Linked DNA regions of Drosophila melanogaster: region 2 is linked to region 1. The links are chromatin contacts, called in public Hi-C maps. All regions are on one chromosome and are shown on one strand. The core of a region is the stretch at or near the end of the contact, and the rest is flanking DNA. Distances in the headings are between cores, read along the strand shown. Region 1 has its middle 35 kb from the start of CG43245. Region 2 holds the start of klu (klumpfuss).

Region 1 (4,633 bases), core at 1,225-3,724:
CACCCCTAAGCCCTGCTGACACCCACCCACCCACAGTGTGACCCCCAATTGCTCTTGCTCCCACTACAACTGACAATCCAACAAACGCAAACAAACCAAAATCGACAAAAGAGAGAGAGAGAGTGAGAGAGAGCACCGCAAACGCGAGAAAGAGACGGAGAAACACGAGTTGCCGGAGAGCAGGTTGCATCGAACTTGTTGCGTTGCGCCACCTTGCGCCCGACGCTCTCGTTTTGCTCTTTGTGCTCCCAATTACTTTTTGCATGCTACCTTGTGCCCCCACTTCACCCCACATGACAACAACAACAGCAACTCTAGCGACAACAAATAAGTGTTCGCATTGCTTTTCGTTATTGCTTTTGTTGTTTTTACTTGGCTTTTGGTCAGCGCGCTGTCGACTGTGCCGTCGACGCCGGCAGAGGCAGCGCGATGTTGACGTATTTTTTTGCAGCTCTTGCCATTGTTGTTGTTGTTGTTTTTGTTGCTCCTATGCTTCATGCTACACATATCCGATGCGATGCTATATGCTATATATGCTTAATCCCTCGAAACTGACGACCCGCAATCCACAATTCGAAATGTGTGAACCACTGTATGAGCGAGTATGTCGAGTGTTTAGCTGCCAGCGTGCACTGAAAATAATTCGACAGTTAATTAGAAGTCCATATAAATAAACGTTTCATGCGTTTATTTTAAGAAATTAACTGATATGGTTTGAAAATAAAATAAATATATTTTCCATTTGGTGGGTGTTTATATATTTTCGTATTTATATTTATATATTTTATATTTATTTATCTTATATAAATGAACAATTATTACTTCTTTTTAAAATTTAATCAAATTAAAAGAAATCAATCCACATTTTACTAATCGAGATATATTGTGTATTTTTAGTGGAAGTGAAACCAACTCCTTTTTTCTCAGTGTCCCGGTGAGGTTTCAGGCCCGATATGCTGACCCCCCTCCCCCTCACGAGAGCCAACCCTCCACCCCATCAATCGAGCACCGTTCGACCGCAAAGCGCTGGGGCCATGTTTTCACACAGAGCTTACACAGATAAACTCGAACTAACGTGAATGGTTGGGGGTGGGTGGGGGGTTGATGTGAAAGAGAGCTCCACACACACACAAGTACACGCACACAATTGCATAGGCATTAACATATCAAATCCAAAGGCGAAACATTCGCAGCATTCTCATTTCGCAAATTGACTTTAATATTTGTGCTGTGTTTGTTTGCCTTTGCTTTTGTCTGTGCCTTTGTTTATTTCTTGCTTTTCTGCGTTTTAATTTTATACGATAATTGTTTGCCGCCAAAGAAAGTGTGAGCGAGAGGGTGATGGCTATAAGTGGAGAGGGGGTGCAAATTAATTGATACGATATTATTATTTATTTAAATGCTAATGGGACATTTTAGTATTTTAACAATTCTTGCGCCAAATTGATGGGCCATAAAAGTTATAAGTAATTCGATTTTTATGGTTGATTAATTGGCGATCATTTTTCAAGAATCATTATAAAAAGTCGTTCACCGATTTGAAGATTATTAATAAACTGGCGGTAACGGTATTAAAAATTACACTAAATGCTTGTTAATTTATAGGTTTGTTTTTGAGCAATTTTTTAAGTTTTAAGTGCTATTTATCACAGTGTTTTTTTTAGAAATCTAGATGATAACTGGACTGTATTTGAAATAGTTACGATTAAGAAAATTCTAATTTATTTCAGTTTTAAAATTAAAATTGTAAATCCGATTTATAAATATCCGATTTTGCCAATTATCCACTCACATATTAGTTTGAGTACATTTCTGGCTGCACTGCCACAACAACAATCTGTGGGAGCTGTCAAAACTATTTAATCTAAATAACAAAAAACCGCAGAGTGGCCAGCAGCAGCAACAACAACAATGACGACAACATTGCCCCAAAGGGGCCAATATAACAACAATCACACAAGCAACACAAAAGCGCACACCAACGCGCACAAAGCAACAACAAGAGCGCGAGGAGAACAAAAAAAAAGAGAACAGCAAACAATAACACCAACAACAACAAGAGCGCAAACACCGCAAAATAATAAACCAGCTCGACAAGTCTAAATCACACTCATTAGCAAAAGCCCACCGAAAAAACAACAACAACAACTACAGCAACAAGAATATCGCACTGACCCCAACATCACGCTCTCTCGCTCCCACACTCTCCGTCTCGCTCTCTCCTTCTGTTGGCCGCGCTCCCCACACAAATCAAAGTACACACAAACACACACACCAACACGCTGCCACACCATCATATCTCAAATTGTTAAACGATGAGAACGAGATGAGAACCTAATAAGAAACCGAATACAAAAGATAAACACAAGCGTAAACATTTAAGTAACAAAATTGGCTTTTTGTAATGCTGAGCGAGCGAGCGAGAGAGCGCAACGACTCTCGCTCTCTTTCTCTCGTGAGAGAGCGAGAGAGTTTGCTGCACGGCAACACCAATACACTTGCGACTGCAGCACGGCCATACTGTTTTTGAGAGAGCTTGAGAGAGAGCAAAGTAACGGCCCGTTTTATCCAAGTGTTTGTCTGTGTGTGTGTGTGTGATGTCAGTGCAATTGTTTTTTCAGTGGACAGATTGCCAATTGATTGTTGTTGTTGCTGCTGGCGCTCGCAGTCGCTGCCTCTGCCGGCTTCGTCGCTCTACGCTTTTTGTGCTTTTCGCTTCTTTTTGCCCTCCCCCACCTCATTTTTTGCCTTCGCTGCCGACAGCGCTGCCTTTGGGGGCATAAATGCTCGCTGCCTGCCCCACAAGTGCAAACACACACACACTCACACACATGCCGGAACACACATCGATTTACAGTGGGACCTTTGTTATATTGTCAAATGCCAATTTTTATAACACTTTCTTACTGTGTTGCTTTTGAAATATTCATGTAGAGCTTGTGTTATTATCCTGCTTATTATTTGATTACCAAAGCGAACTTCGGAAGTTTTCATTAGCAAAAATGAAAAAATTCTTTATTTTATTATTTCCTAATTAATACAGTTTTATTTGGTTTCGTTGAAAGCAAAATACTTATATTATAAATCGATTGGATAATTGACGTTATTAAAGTTAGACTTTTACAGCTTTTACCGTATACCCTTCATACATGTGCCATGTTTTCTCGCCTCCTGTTGTATTTCCCCATTTTCCATTTCCATATACTGTTGTTGTTGTTATTGTTGCTGTGCTTCCTTGCTTTTTCTTATGCTATTTCTTTTTGTGTCTTTTTGTTTCGTTGTTGTGCAAAAGTTGTTAATATATTTGTAAAATGAAATTCATTTCGGAATTGCTGTTTGTTTTTCAGACTCGAGAGTGCTTGCGTGTGTGTGCGTGTGTGTGTGGTAGTGGGTGGCACCAGGATATTGGTGACAGGGGGCGTTGGTTGGTAAGCTTGTTCCGCATAAGTGGGTGTAAAAGGGGCGCTGCAGGAGAGCCAGTGGCTTCAATAGGCGACTTTAGTGGGCAACCAATTTACACCGAATGACAATTTTGATTTATCATTTTTGATAAGCACGCGAGAAACACAAAGAGGTCATCGAATGAAGTTTACAGGTTCATAAAGGTTAGAAAAAATATGGTTTTTATAAAAAACAACAATTGTGCTAATTGAGTTGGGAAGCTGTGCCAATAAAACTTCAATAGAAGAATATTTCCTTTAACTACACAAACTGACCAAAAAAACATGTATTATTATTTATTCATTTTATATATTTTAATTTATTTTTTTTTTTTTTATTTTATTTTATATATTTTAAGCTCTTCTGCAATAATATGTAATATTGCAAATATAGCACAGAACCAAGATTTTCCATTTAAAAAGGCAAAACTAATATTAGTTATAACGATTTTGTAAGCTATATAGTCTAACTGTAGACTTGCTGGCATAATCTGCCATGGATATCATAAGTAACGATAACATTAGCCCAAATAGACCCATTTCCCAGACACAAACTCGTATAAAACAACCGAGGAAGTGGAAAGAGAGCGAACCACTTGTGTGTGTGCTCGACTTTTCACAAGCACAAAACCGCGCCAGGCTCCATTAAACACCCAACGAGTGGGTGAGAAAATGTGGGTGGTGTGGGAAAAGTGTGGAAAATGGGTTATGTGGGTGCGATGGGTTGATGTTGGGTGAGTTTCGGGTCGCTCGCTTGCCAAGAGCCAAGTATAAAAGTGTCAAAACTTTCTGTCGGATTTTTGTTCTTGTTGTATCCTTTTGTTATTTGTACACACACATTTGCATATAAAAAGTGCACTGAGAAAAATTGTATTGATCAAATGAGAGTTCAAAATTAATTGACAAAGTAAACTTGTTATTAAGAAGAGTGGTCTAAAAATTAGACAATTATTTTCGAATTGCAGCCAAATGCAATAATTTTCTTCAGTGCACAGAACAAAAACATAGTTATAAGTAGGAGGAGAAACACCGCCCAAAGGAACAACTAAGGCAAAAAGCATAAGCTTTTTCACTTCTGTTCGAGTTAGAAAAGCAGGGATAGAAACGGAACAGGTGCGAAAGAGAGGACACGCTCTTCGTGCGAAAGAGAACGAGAGTTAGGAATGAAAGAGCGCGCAATAATGGGGAGATGG
Region 2 (4,490 bases), core at 30-2,529, 270 kb before region 1:
GCATCGGCATTTCAAGTTCAGATATCGTATCTGTGAAGTTGTTTTGCCGGCATTTCGATTCTCACGAGCGCAGAGAGAGAGACCGAAACTGTATCTGTGTGCGAGCGAAACGTGTGTGTGGTATAGGTGAGAGAGTTTATCCGACGATTTTATCCGGGCCTTCAATGCGGCTCAAAATCAGTCAACTGCGATTTTCTTATAATGCAAGTTGGCTTATATGCATGTTAGACAAAAATAACTTCATGGGTACAAATGAAAGTCTAAAATTAAACAAATATATATTTTAGATCATTTTGTAGCGCTTTAATTTTTTTGCGAAGTTAAACAAAAAAGAGTTCCAATTAAGAATATTATATTATTTTTAAAAGAAAATAAGTTCAAAGCCAAGAATTATTAAAAACTAGACTAATTAAATTTCAATCAAAAAGTATTGAATTTACATTTTTGCTTTAGAGAATGTTTGAGTTTTAAACTGTAACTAAAAACGCTGCTATTACTATTTGTAAAACATTTTAATAAATTATATATTTGAAATTGTTTTGTAATTGTTTCTAAGATTAGAAGGCCCTTAAAGTCGATAAAGTACTAAACGCATAAATCAAAATTTTTTGGCTTCTGAGCAATGTAAGTTTAGTTTAGTTTAGAACTCAAATGAAAATGAAATGCTGTATTAAGAAGAAAGGGCTCAATTAAGTGACATATATTGCTCGAAGGATGCGAAAAGTGACCTAAAAGCCGGCCAACTTCCCAAAGGATTCAACGAGCGCTGCTTCTATTTGCCTTCGCCTTCTGCAAGACAGTGGAAAAGACATCCGCTTGGATTCGGATTTCGTTAGCTTATCTTCGCATTCGATGTTATATAACGCCAGTCGGTGGAAGTGGGAGGTGCCTATTCGGAGCTCGACTCGCAACTGGCGACCCAAAAGCGCCAAATGCAGCCGAGTGCCCCCATTGGCATAGAGTTTTGAGCAATTAGAAGCCCACGCAGCCATAAACAACAACTGCTCGGGCGGGCGGAGAGTGGGAGGAGAAGCTCTTCGAGCAGCTCCCACCGAGAAAAGCGGAACACAAAAAAAAAAAAAAGAACTAGAGAAATCTCCACTGCACGTGCTGCTCTTTCTCGCTCTCTCGCGACTTTATCCGGCGAATGAGAGGCCAACAGTCGGCACTAACACACAGATACCGCCGCCTGTTTGCCTCGGTGTGGGTGTCTCTCGGTGCGATGGTATTGGTGCCTGGTATCGTCGCTGTACGAGTGGCGACTCTACTCAGAAGTCAGTTTCTTGCTGGGCAGTGTCGGTTCAGGTTCATCGACGCTCCGCACGCGCTGCCGCAAATTCTTCAGTGCTGAATAACCAAGACGCGTCTTTTTCGGACCCAAAAAAAAAGAAAAATATATAGAAAATATATCCGAACGTAACGTAATCTTCGCAGTGCGCTTACAGACTCCCCCTCCAACCCGCCACACAAAAAACTCTCTTTCTCTCTCTCTCCGCGAAGAGAGTTTCAGTGGTTGGTTTGGATAGGTCTTGGTGGTTCGGTGTTGCCGTCGCTGCTGCCGAAGCTCTGCCGACGCCGACGACGACGCCACGTCGGGAAAACCAACCTCTTGCAGTGAAAATCTTTTCGTACGTTTTCGTTATTTGTTATTCGCACGTTGACGCGACGAGACCGCGAAACACGACAGCACGAAACTGCAGCCCAAAACTGCAACTGCAACTGCAACTGCAACAATAACGATCGCGCGTGCAACAACAGCAATTCGAAATCTAATAGTGGCAAGCTGCAAAGTATCTAAACGCCTAGAAATCCGTAAACTAAACTCGCCAAATCATTTAAAATCAAGTGAAAAGTGTGTGTCTTAACAGCCCATTAAGTAATATAAATCAATTAAAGCCGCAAAACACACAATAAGCCAAACACGCAAACGCAGCATAAGCACAAATAATACATAAAAATAAAAGAAGTGTGATATTTTGATATTAGCAATTAGAGTTTACACAACGCAGCCTAAAAAATATTTGTTAAATGTGTTTTGCCACCCCGAAGGCAAAAGCTACAAATTGGATAATGCTTGGATAATTCCCCTCCTACAAAAAAAAAAAAAAAAATTAAAGGTGAGTTCGCGAGATCGCTCAATTTGCCGACGGCTTAGTCATTTGGACAGCCGAAAGAAAAAAAACTATAAAGTGCCATCTCAGCTGTGCTGTTTGGTTGGTCGAAATGTGTCAAAAGCTGAGCTCCAGTTACGAATAGGATCGGTTTACCATAACACTCAGCGTAATATCAGATCGGCGGCTATATGCTATATACATATGTACATATGTATGTGTGTGCTGCAATCGATTGCACCCATGAATGATGGACTGATGATGAGTCCATATCAGCACGGGCCCCCTCCAGTGGCATCATCCACATCATCATCATCATCATCATCATCATCATCCCAATCTCATCTCACTCCCATGCCATATTGACTCTATCTATATTGACGTCAATCGCAGCAGCAACTTGACATCGCCGATCTGCAGATCGTGTGCCTGGCAAATTGACGCACACAAAAGCGAGTGAGATAGAGAGCCTGGTAGAAAGATAGTACTAGGACCCTTAGCCCCAGTTTCCTCACATCCAGTTGCAGCTCCAGATTCCCACTTCCAGTTTTAGCCAGTCTCGGGGAATTTTAATTGCCCATCTTGGCCAAAAGCAGAGCTGGGCTGCACTCCCTCTCTCTATCTCTCTCTCTCTCTCTCTCTATGTGAACTATGCCAATTGTCTACACCTGAGCCGAAGAACTGCCCGTCTGGCTGACAAATTTGTATGCACGCGCTTCAAAAGTGCAATATTAATTAATTCCAGCAACTCGAGACACGGGCAGCAACAACATCAACTGATCTGTATGCAACAGAAGTTGCAAGTTGCTAGTTGCTAGTTGCTTGTTGCAAGTTGCTGGTTGCTAGCGGTTGCTACTTAGTCGAGGCAATTAAATCGTATGTCATTCATTGGTAATTTATACCATTTACAGGCATCTGCTCGATGTGGTTGGTTCCTTAAACAACAGTTCTGCGATAATAGCTCCGCGATGTTTTACACTTGCCCATTAGCATAGATTACTGCATCAAGTGCTGGACCAAAATCCGTTTGCTTTGCTTTTGACCTGTCTGGCAAACGCCAAACGCCAATAGCCACAACGCTTGATCGATCGCTCTAAACCGATTTCGATTCCGATCCGATCCGATCCGATCGGCGATAAATGCAACTTGCCATGAAAAGTGCTGCCTTAAATGGGCATTAGGCTATTGCACATTTCTCAATATGTCGAGTGATTTTTTCTCTGCTCCTCCAACGCGGCTGACTTATACGCACCGCACCTTATATGACGAACGGCGACGTCTGCCGCTGTCCCACTGCATTTGGCATATAAAACAGACGGAGCCACTCGGTGGCTTCCATCGGTGGTGCAGTTGGGGGGCAATGGTGGCGATGGTGTCTCAGGTGGTTCGCTGGTTGGAGTCTCACCCGCACGACGCCATTTCTCAGACCCCGATGTCAATGGCAATTTGCATTTTCCACACAAAAGCACCTAGGTGCTCCTGGTGGCGGCTCCCTTCCCTAGAAACAGGGCGGAATAAAAAAAAAAAAAGAAAATAACGCCATATATACTGTGTTTGGTCGAGTTAAGGTCCCTGGTTCAGTGGTTAATTTATTTCTGACACAGCCTTAAATTAACAATTTTAATACAAACAACAAAAGAGCGCGCATTGAAATTGAGACGTTGAGCGAAATACAAAAAAAAAACACAAAAAAACTCAGAAAAAATACAAAATAAAATAAAAAACAGTGAAAATGCACACAATAAAGGGAAAAAAAACAAAAAGCTTAAAAGGAAAAAACATAAAATAAATTTACAGCAAAACAAAAGCGTGTTACAGAACAAAGGAGACGATTTTGGGGAGCAGTGAAAGAGGAATGTGTAAAGTGAAATAAAATTCTGGCGCGTTAATTAACTTTAAACGATTGAAAACGAATTGATTTGGAGAAGCCATTTGATTTGGATTAGTCGTGCCCGATTCAGAAAAAATGCCACAAAAGGTTGTGGAGGTGGACCCCCAGCTCAAAGGGGTCACAGCTTTTGGCCAAGCTGCTGGGCTGAAAATTAAAATTCAATCATCACGTGTGCGTTAAAAGAGACACACCATCGGCCATCTAACAATCAGACAGATCATTGGAGTTGTTAATTGAAATGCGTTAAACAATAAAACAAAGACTGTCATGTCTGTCACAGTTGCCAAGTGACTTAACACCTTTGGGATCTGCGGTTAATGCCGATCCCCGACAACGGTGTGGATACTTCGACATCTGATAGGGCCACATCGGAATCGGAACCCTGGACATGCGTCGTTATCATGCATTTGATAAACGTTTTGTTTTTCATTAGAGCCTCGCCGCGGAGGAGGAGATATCAAAGATGCGCTCCTATCCGATCACAACCC

The links. A called contact is a pair of places that touch in the nucleus more often than the background predicts.
Region 2: a contact with region 1 is called in a Hi-C map of the Kc167 cell line, with 3 times the contacts expected there. A contact is called at or near these places in 7 of 107 Hi-C or Micro-C datasets (the Kc167 cell line, the S2 cell line, eye imaginal disc and 1 more).

What each region holds. Positions count from the first base shown.
Region 1 is chr3L:10,735,017-10,739,649 of dm6, reverse strand. No RefSeq gene overlaps it. Among named protein-coding and RNA genes, the nearest start is that of CG43245, 35 kb to the left of the region's middle.
Region 2 is chr3L:11,005,977-11,010,466 of dm6, reverse strand. It overlaps klu (klumpfuss), which reads left to right and starts at 1,279. Exons shown (of 3, transcript NM_001300095.1): 1 at 1,279-2,117.